Linked DNA regions of Mus musculus: region 2 is linked to region 1. A link is a contact called in public HiChIP or PLAC-seq data. All regions are on one chromosome and are shown on one strand. The core of a region is the stretch at or near the end of the contact, and the rest is flanking DNA. Distances in the headings are between cores, read along the strand shown.

Evidence for each region. HiChIP or PLAC-seq counts read pairs in DNA pulled down with a chosen protein or histone mark.
Region 2: a contact with region 1 is called in a CTCF HiChIP or PLAC-seq map of the NIH/3T3 cell line, with 15 read pairs. The contact joins the promoter of Brdt here to the promoter of Tgfbr3 in region 1. A contact is called at or near these places in 2 of 39 promoter capture datasets (cranial neural crest and stem cell-derived epiblast-like cells), 2 of 15 datasets of contacts at CTCF or cohesin (the NIH/3T3 cell line and large pre-B cells), 15 of 484 Hi-C or Micro-C datasets (the C3H10T1/2 cell line, the HL-1 cell line, adipose-derived mesenchymal stem cells and 10 more), 5 of 115 datasets of contacts at active chromatin or transcription factors (T-cell acute lymphoblastic leukemia, double positive thymocytes, embryonic limb bud and 1 more) and 3 of 9 other capture datasets (adipose tissue, liver and pancreatic islet).

Annotation. Positions count from the first base shown.
Region 1 is chr5:107,287,827-107,291,500 of GRCm38.p6, reverse strand. Tgfbr3 (transforming growth factor, beta receptor III) reads left to right here and starts at 1,872. Exons shown (of 17, transcript NM_011578.4): 1 at 1,872-2,246.
Region 2 is chr5:107,329,599-107,333,537 of GRCm38.p6, reverse strand. Brdt (bromodomain, testis-specific) reads right to left here and starts at 2,344. Exons shown (of 19, transcript NM_054054.2): 1 at 2,231-2,344.

The sequences.
Region 1 (3,674 bases), core at 623-3,122:
TGTTCTGCTAAAGCAAGCACGTGAAAGGACATGTGATAAAAGATTCTTTGCTAGTGACAGACACATATATTGGTCCGCCTTCCATTGCATAGTTGAGCTCCATTTGTCAGGACTTCAAAGAGAGAAACACACCAAGAAACTTAGGTGGCGTGACACAGTTTCTTGTGGCTTCCATGGACTCGGGCTGATTGACAGAGTGATGTCAGCTGAGACAGACTCACGTGCTGAGGCAAGACCTGTGGGGAGGCAAGACCCGCAGAGGACATAAGGCGTTTGAAGGGTATAAGTAAAACTCCATGGACAGTAACAGAGTATAGCTAGGATTGTTTATAGAGCTAGCGGTGTAATGCTGGTCGGTTTGGAATCTTTGCTGATCTTCGCTTCTCAGAGGGGCATAGCTGAGAGCTTCTCCTGACATTCCTGTTGGTCCCTGCTGCTGCTGAGGCTGAGGCCTGGCTGTTTCTGCTACGTAGTGCCACCGCTGTTGATTTGTGTTGACTATCCTGACTCTACTGAACTTCATATATCTGTGAAGTGTTTGCGAGTGGATCCAACTGTCTCTTCAAACCTGTGAACTGAACTACAGATTTCCAGACAACACAGATGGGAGTTGCTCCAAAGAACCTTTCTAAACAGGTCTACTTCCCCATATCCTTTGGTTTTTCCTACTTCTCTGGAGGGTGGTGGGCAAGAAGGGAGGTTAAAGTGTTTAAGAAACATCATTAAAAATAGGCTTTAAAAACTTAAAATTACAAAAGTCTAGCTGGGCTACTCATTTGTGCAAAGGTTCCCTGACGATCCAGCAGCTGTCAAGACTGGAAACTTGTCTTTGAACCAGACACTTCAGTCACTCCATCTGTTGTGGCACCTGTAGAGTTTCCCGTGAAGTAACTGGTGACAGAATTCCATGGATAAAGGTGCTTGCTGCCAACCCTGAAGAAATGCACCAAAGATGGATTCTTGGGCCCTACTTGAGGAAAGGGAGAAAGTTGTCTTCTGACCTCTACTCTGGCCAAGGCTGGTTCTGAACTTGTGATTCTTCTGCCGTACTTGGTTGTATGTGGTGCTGGGGCTCAAACTCAGGGCTCTGTGTATGCTGGGCAAATACATTACTACCGAGCTATAGCCCCAATGGGCAATTCACCTTTTAATAGAAAGTGAAGCGTAAACAGTGCCAGATTTGTGTTGGTGACTGAAGTAGCTGCATTCAACTCTTGCAAAGCACATTCATGCAGGCAGGACCCTGTGTGCTCGCCTATCCTGTGTTCAGAGGGCCGCGGGGAAACCGTAGGAATGGAATTCAGCAGCTGGAGAAGGCACTTTAATTCAGCAGCTGGAGAAGGCACTTTGAGCTAGGCTGTAGAAAGTAAGAGACCCTGACCACACCACAAGAGCATATCTTTAGATAACCGAAACTGGAGAAAAACCAAACTGGGGCAGAATGAATGTGTGCATGGGGCTTCGATGTGGGAATGGGTTTCTCTGAGATTTTTTTTAAAGGAATTTTTATATCAACAACCAGGAATCCAATAAAACTATCTTCTCCTAAGGCCCTGGTAGTTTGAAGGATCTAGGGAAAGGCAGCGAGTCTTCGCAGTGCGCGCCACATCCCGGGTACTCCACACTTCTTCCAGGCCGGGGATGCCCAGCTGTCATCCCATCTCGGGCCGAACCCCCCCCCCCCCCCCCCACACACACACACACCCGACTTCCTTTCTATCCTTACAGCTCCAGCCTTCTCTGCCCGAAGGGAAGCACAGGCTGGAGCAAGCTCTCTAGGCTCATCCATCAGCAGTGGAGGAGGAGGAGAGGAGGGGCAGGAGGAGGAGTTTCTAGGCGGCCGAGCCCCCGAGGCCCGCGGTGCCCTTCCCCCCTTTCGCTGATTGCTGTGGCTGCGCGCCCGACCCCGCCCGCGCGTGTGCGCGGCCGAGTTAGGGCGCCGCACGGGCCTGATGGGGGTGATCCAGGCTTTCGGGGACGCCGAGCGCCACTTTCCTCCTCCCTGGCAGTGAGAGAGAGAGAGAGGTGGAGAGGGAGAAGCGGGCTGCTGTCCTTCCAGGCCACTTTCGCTGCGCGATTCCGCGAGCTCCCGGCAGGAGGTGAAAGTCCCCGGCGGGGTCCGGATGGCGCAGTTGAACTGCGGCTGCTGAGCTCGCGGCCGCCTGCGCGCGCTGGGCGCGGGGACTCGTCTGGGCTACTCCCCCACCTCGCGTTGGACGACCGGTCCTGGACACACCGCTTGCGAGGTACGTGCGGTTTGGCGCCCTATCAGAGGCTGTGCACGCTGCGTAGTGCGGGTCGGTGCCTGCTTTGCGGGGTTGCTCTGGCCATCCAGGACCCCGAGGCTGGGACCTGGCTTTGGTCCCGCAGGGTTGACGCTGAGCGGAACCGGGATCCGCTGCGGTCCCGGGTGGGCAGCGCCGGGGAGGAGTTCCCCACACCCGCTTTCGCTCTTCCTCTCCACGGTTTCCTAGTCCCGTGCGGGGCTGCAGGCCACTGCGCTCCTGGCGCGTGACAGCGTGGGTGGGCACTCGACCATGATGGGTAGCAGAGGCCGCGGCCGCGGGACTCGCGCGCCAACGCCAGTCCTGGGTCCCCGCTGGCCGCGCCCTGGCTCGGGGAGTCAGTCCCGAAAACGCTGTGAAGGACGCTCCCGGGTTAACCTTGTGGCGCTCCCGCTGATGGTAGAGGCTCCCTACGATTTGTGAACTTGGTTGGGACAAACTTGAAACTCTTGGATGTTGCTAGAGGAATCCGCTTGTAGAGTTGGGCTTATTGGGGCATTTGTCCCACCTTCCCGCACCGGATAGGAGTGCAGACAGCTGGAGTGACAAGCCGCAAGTATCACGGCTTAGGTGTTGGTGCAAACAGTTGCCCTACTCGCTAACCGTGAACTGGGAGGACACGGTCCCCCAAGGTGGCTGTGCGGTTTGGAGGAGTGCACAGATGTTTCTGACTGGGACCGTGCGGAGCGCAGCACAGGTGTTAGCGCCTCGTGCTGCGCCCTGCTGTGACAGGAGAGCCGCGAGGATAGGCATCCCGTGAGTGTCAGACTGAGATAAAGAACCAGCCAATTTAAAATTTCTTCTTTCTTCGAAGAAGTGAGCGGTTTGGGAGGGTACCAACACGCAAAAAAACCCATATCGGGATCCTTTAATATCCAGGGAATGGCCCTTTAGATTGTAGCGGGTAATTTTAGGGAGAGCTCAGCAGGTCCTTTTGGGGTACTAAAACGGGAATATATTGATCCCTCCCTGTATGTCAGTATCTCCAGCAACTCCAGCTAGTTCCTGTCAGGGCTTAAAGACTACGTCAACTCTGGTTCAAAGTGATTTTAGTGGACCCATTTTACAGATCATATATGCTAGACTCCAGCAGCTAGAGGCAAAGTTACTTGTCCAAGGTCACATAGAGCTTTCTGTTACTTTTAACCCAAGAGCTGCCTCGGTCAGTCATGGCGGAAAGTGTGGTAAGATCCATGGGCCCTAAGTCCTTGGCCCTCTGTTCTCACCCAGCTTCCTGTCTGAGTTGAATACATCTTTTGAAACACAGATACAAATTATCTGTGATTAATTTAGAGGATCATATACGTATGTACTTTGCAGGAGCCAGAATCCAGCTTCTCTGAGTCTGGGTCCAAATAATTATAAATAGAACTCTGACTCGTGTTAATT
Region 2 (3,939 bases), core at 1,095-3,594, 42 kb before region 1:
TTAGATAGACAGATAGATAGATTAGAGGTTATGATATCATTAATGTCTCTTCATACCTAGGACTTGAAACACCATGAATTATCCTGACTCTTCCTCAAAACAATGTCTTCTCGTAATCCTATTACCTCCTTGGAGCCTCAACATTGGTTTGTGGATCTCACACGGAGTACCCCAAAATCTGCATTGTGTGCGTTACCTGCTTCACACCTGGCTTCCTCCCCACTCCTTACAACTTCCCCTACACTGACACTCACCACGGTCAGTTCTTAAGTCACCCCTACACTAACAGTCACCACGGTCAGTTCTTAAGTCACCCCTACACTAACAGTCAACACGGTCAGTTCTTAAATCCAATGGACTCTTGCTGTACTTTACCTGACCAGACTGCTTGGCAGTCTGTCACGTCACTAGACTATCACTGTGACACTCCTAAAACTCTTGTCTGTTTTCCAGGACACCGTCTTCCAAATTCTATTTGTTCATCTATTAAATATGTGTAAAGCACTTAGAAGGATGTCAAGCCCAGCGTTACAGCTGAGGTTGGAGACTTCTTTCAGGTCCTTGTGAACAGGTGATTATCACTTGACAAACATAAGTAGTGCTTTGACAGTAAAAACGGGGCATTGGGGGACCAGAGAGGAAAGAGAGGCGTCAGTCACCTCCTTCCTGACAGTGTCTGCTGTGCGAACTTTTCTTTCTAGTCCCATTCTTAATCCCCCCTCCCTCTTTTTCCTCTCCCTGTTTTCCTTCCTTCCTTCCTTCCTTCATGTCTCTCTCAGTCTTTCTCCCCAACTCCCTTTCTTATGTAACCCAGGCTGGCCTCAAACTCACTCTGTAGCCAAGGATGACCTAGGATTCCTGGTCCTCCTACCTGGACCTCCCAAGTGTTGAGATTATAGGCGTTGGGTACCATGCCTGCCCATCCCCCCTTAACTCCATCTACACCTTTGCTTTATGCCAACCTCAGTCACCCCAAGACCTCAAGATAGATAGTAAGTGCTTTTTTGTACAGACTACTATCCTCTGTCCTACACACCACCAGGTTCTGTTTCACTGCTTGTCACCCCCCCCCTCCCCCAATATAAGCTCATGCAACACAGTGATGTTCCCAGTTTTTCATTCAAGCACTTGTTTAAGACCAAACTTTTCAACAGCCTGGCCTTTAGGACATATCGATCCTTTAATAAACTGTCACCTTACTCACTGTGAGACTTAGCTCTTGCTATTCCATCAACCCAACATTATAGCAGCCACTCACAAATGAGCAATTCTGGGTTAGAGATATGTCTCAGTGGTTAGAAGTGCTTATAGGACAATCCTGTGGACCAGCAGGCCAGAGAGCCGTGCATACCCAGCTCCCACATAACAGGCATACACATACACACACACACACATTTTCTTTTAAAACTTAGAAAATCTTGCCAGGTGTTGTGATAAACATCTATAATCCCCACACTACTGAGGCGGAGGCAGACAAGGCCAGTCTGGACTACCGAGCCAAACAATTATGCCCGGCTCCATCCACCTCACTCTATGTATTGACTTCTGAATCACTTCTACACCAGAACTGCCGTTATCACTCTTAAATCCAGCTTCCATCTGCTCCTGGAGATCGGGCTGTCTTTTGTGAGCCACCTCCCTCGTTCCTTCCCACATACCTGCTCCTTCCCGTGGGTCCATAGGCACTCTTGTCCATGCACAAGGCCAGTGCCCGGAGGTGGGGCACACTCTAACCCACAGCACACAGCAGAAGGTTTGGTATATTCCAAGGCGCTCCATAAGAGTAGGAGACTGAATCAAGGACCAGGATTTTCCTGTCCTCGATATCCACAAACAGAACAGACACAACAAAGGCGCTTTAAATATTCTCCGGCCTCTCAAAACTACAGTACAGAAAATGGCCCGACACTCCAACCACAAAGAAAACCGTTATACCCTGGACTTTGTGCCAACCTCCTTCCAAGCCTTGGGTAGGAAGGCTAAGTACTAGAAGCAGAAAAAAAGGGGAGAAAGTGGGACCACAAGTTCGCAGCTGGTCAAGACCAAAGGAAGGCAGCTCCCAGCTCACCAGGGCTTCAGGCGTCACGCACTCGGTTGGGCAATGGCCTCCCAACTGCCCTCCTTGAGGCCCAGCGCTCATGGGGGAGGGGAGAGGCAAAAAACCGTTATTCTCACCCAAAGAGCCGCCTGGGGCGGCCCCAGGGCCGAGCCTCTGTAGCAATGGTAGTACCTCTTAGGAAAGGGCCTTATCCGATCACCCTTTCAGTTTGCACTAGATGAAGCAGTGCAGGACCGTCGCTCCCGGTTCTCCACCGGTGGCCGCCAGCTCTCGCCCGGATGGCGGCTGTCAGCAGCCAGCGACTGGCGCCTTTATGGGACTCACCCGCGAGCAGCCTGCTGATTGGCCAGGGTCTGCCACGTGACTGTGCCTGCGCCTCAAACCGCGCGGAGGTGTGAGTCAGGTCTGTGGCGGCTGAGGCTTTGAAGTTAGGCTGCGTGGGCTGGGCGTATTCGCTCCGTGCCGCCACTCCCTAGGAGGGCGTGGGCCTGCAAGCACAGTGGAGCTGTGAGAATTTTACTGTTTGCTTGCTTGGTTGGTTTAGGTTTTGCAATTATTATTTACTTGTTCTTTTATCTGGAGGTGGTCTCGGGTAGCCTTCCGTGACCTGGAGTGATCCTGGGATGGGCTTGAAGGACCTGTACTCCAGGCCAAGGACTTTCCTGTGTTTTGTTTTCCAAACAAGGAGAGTGGCGTTACTATGTTTTTTATTCTGTATGCTTTCCATGAAGAGGACTACCTCCAAGAGTCAGTTCTCACTTTCCAACCATGTGGATCCCAAGGATAGCCACTCTGGTCATAGGTGCGGCCGGCACCTTTAACCCATGAGCCATCTCCTTGGTCCAAGAGGTTTGCTTTTGAAGCCACTTTCTCATCATGGTCTGACCCTGTGCTGTTACTTTGGGTGTTCCTGAGTTTAATCTGGTGACATTTGTCTTTTGTTTCAGACTTCTGTATAGCTCTGGTCTCTAGTCTCAAATCGATAATAGATACTTAATGTATTGTTTTGTTCTTTTGGTTTTTTGAGACAGGGTTTCTCTATGTAGTTCTGACTTTTCGGGGCTATGCTAACTTGTTAACTCACACAAATCTGCCTGCCTCTGCCCTCTGCATGCTGGGGTTAAACTGGGGTTAAAGGCGGGGACCGCCACACCCGGGATACTCACTGTTTTTTTGTTGTTTTTTTTTTTAAGTAATCCTGCTGGGCGAGGTGGCGCACACCTTTAATCCCAGCACTTGGGAGGCAGAGGCAGGCGTATTTCTGAGTTCCAGGACAGCCAGGGCTTCACAGAGAAACCCTGTTCAAAAAACAAAACAAACAAACAAACAAAGTAACCCTTTTCACAGCTGCACAAAGTGATTAAGGATTTCGAGTTTTAGTAACTACCTCCAGATGTCTTGGGGCTTGTGGGCATTTAAATTTAGCGAGCCTAAGGGTATGTTTAGCATGATAGGTTTTTGTTTGTTTGTTTGTTTTAATCCTATCACAATGTCTCCATTTGTTGTTTTGAGACAGGTTTCACTGAAGCTCAGGCTGACCTTAAACTGGCTGTGTAGATCCAGCTAGCGTCTTGCCTGCCTGCTTCCTGAATGCTGGGATTAAAGGTGTTTACCTCAGGCCTACCTCCAAATTAGTAGTCCTAGATGCACCAAGGAGAAAGGAGAGAACAGCTGGGTTGCCTTAACTTGCCGAGAAAAAAAAACATCTGAGCATCATCAGTGGCTAAGCATTGTCTTCATCCCTGTGGAGAAAACACCTCAAGACTGTGCTCTCAAAGGAAGCAGGACAACCTCTCACTAGAAGCTATAGACCTCCACACATATAGCTGTCCCCTCAGAAGGCTCTTCTCCCCAAAACACAAAAAGTGGCTTACTTCAGA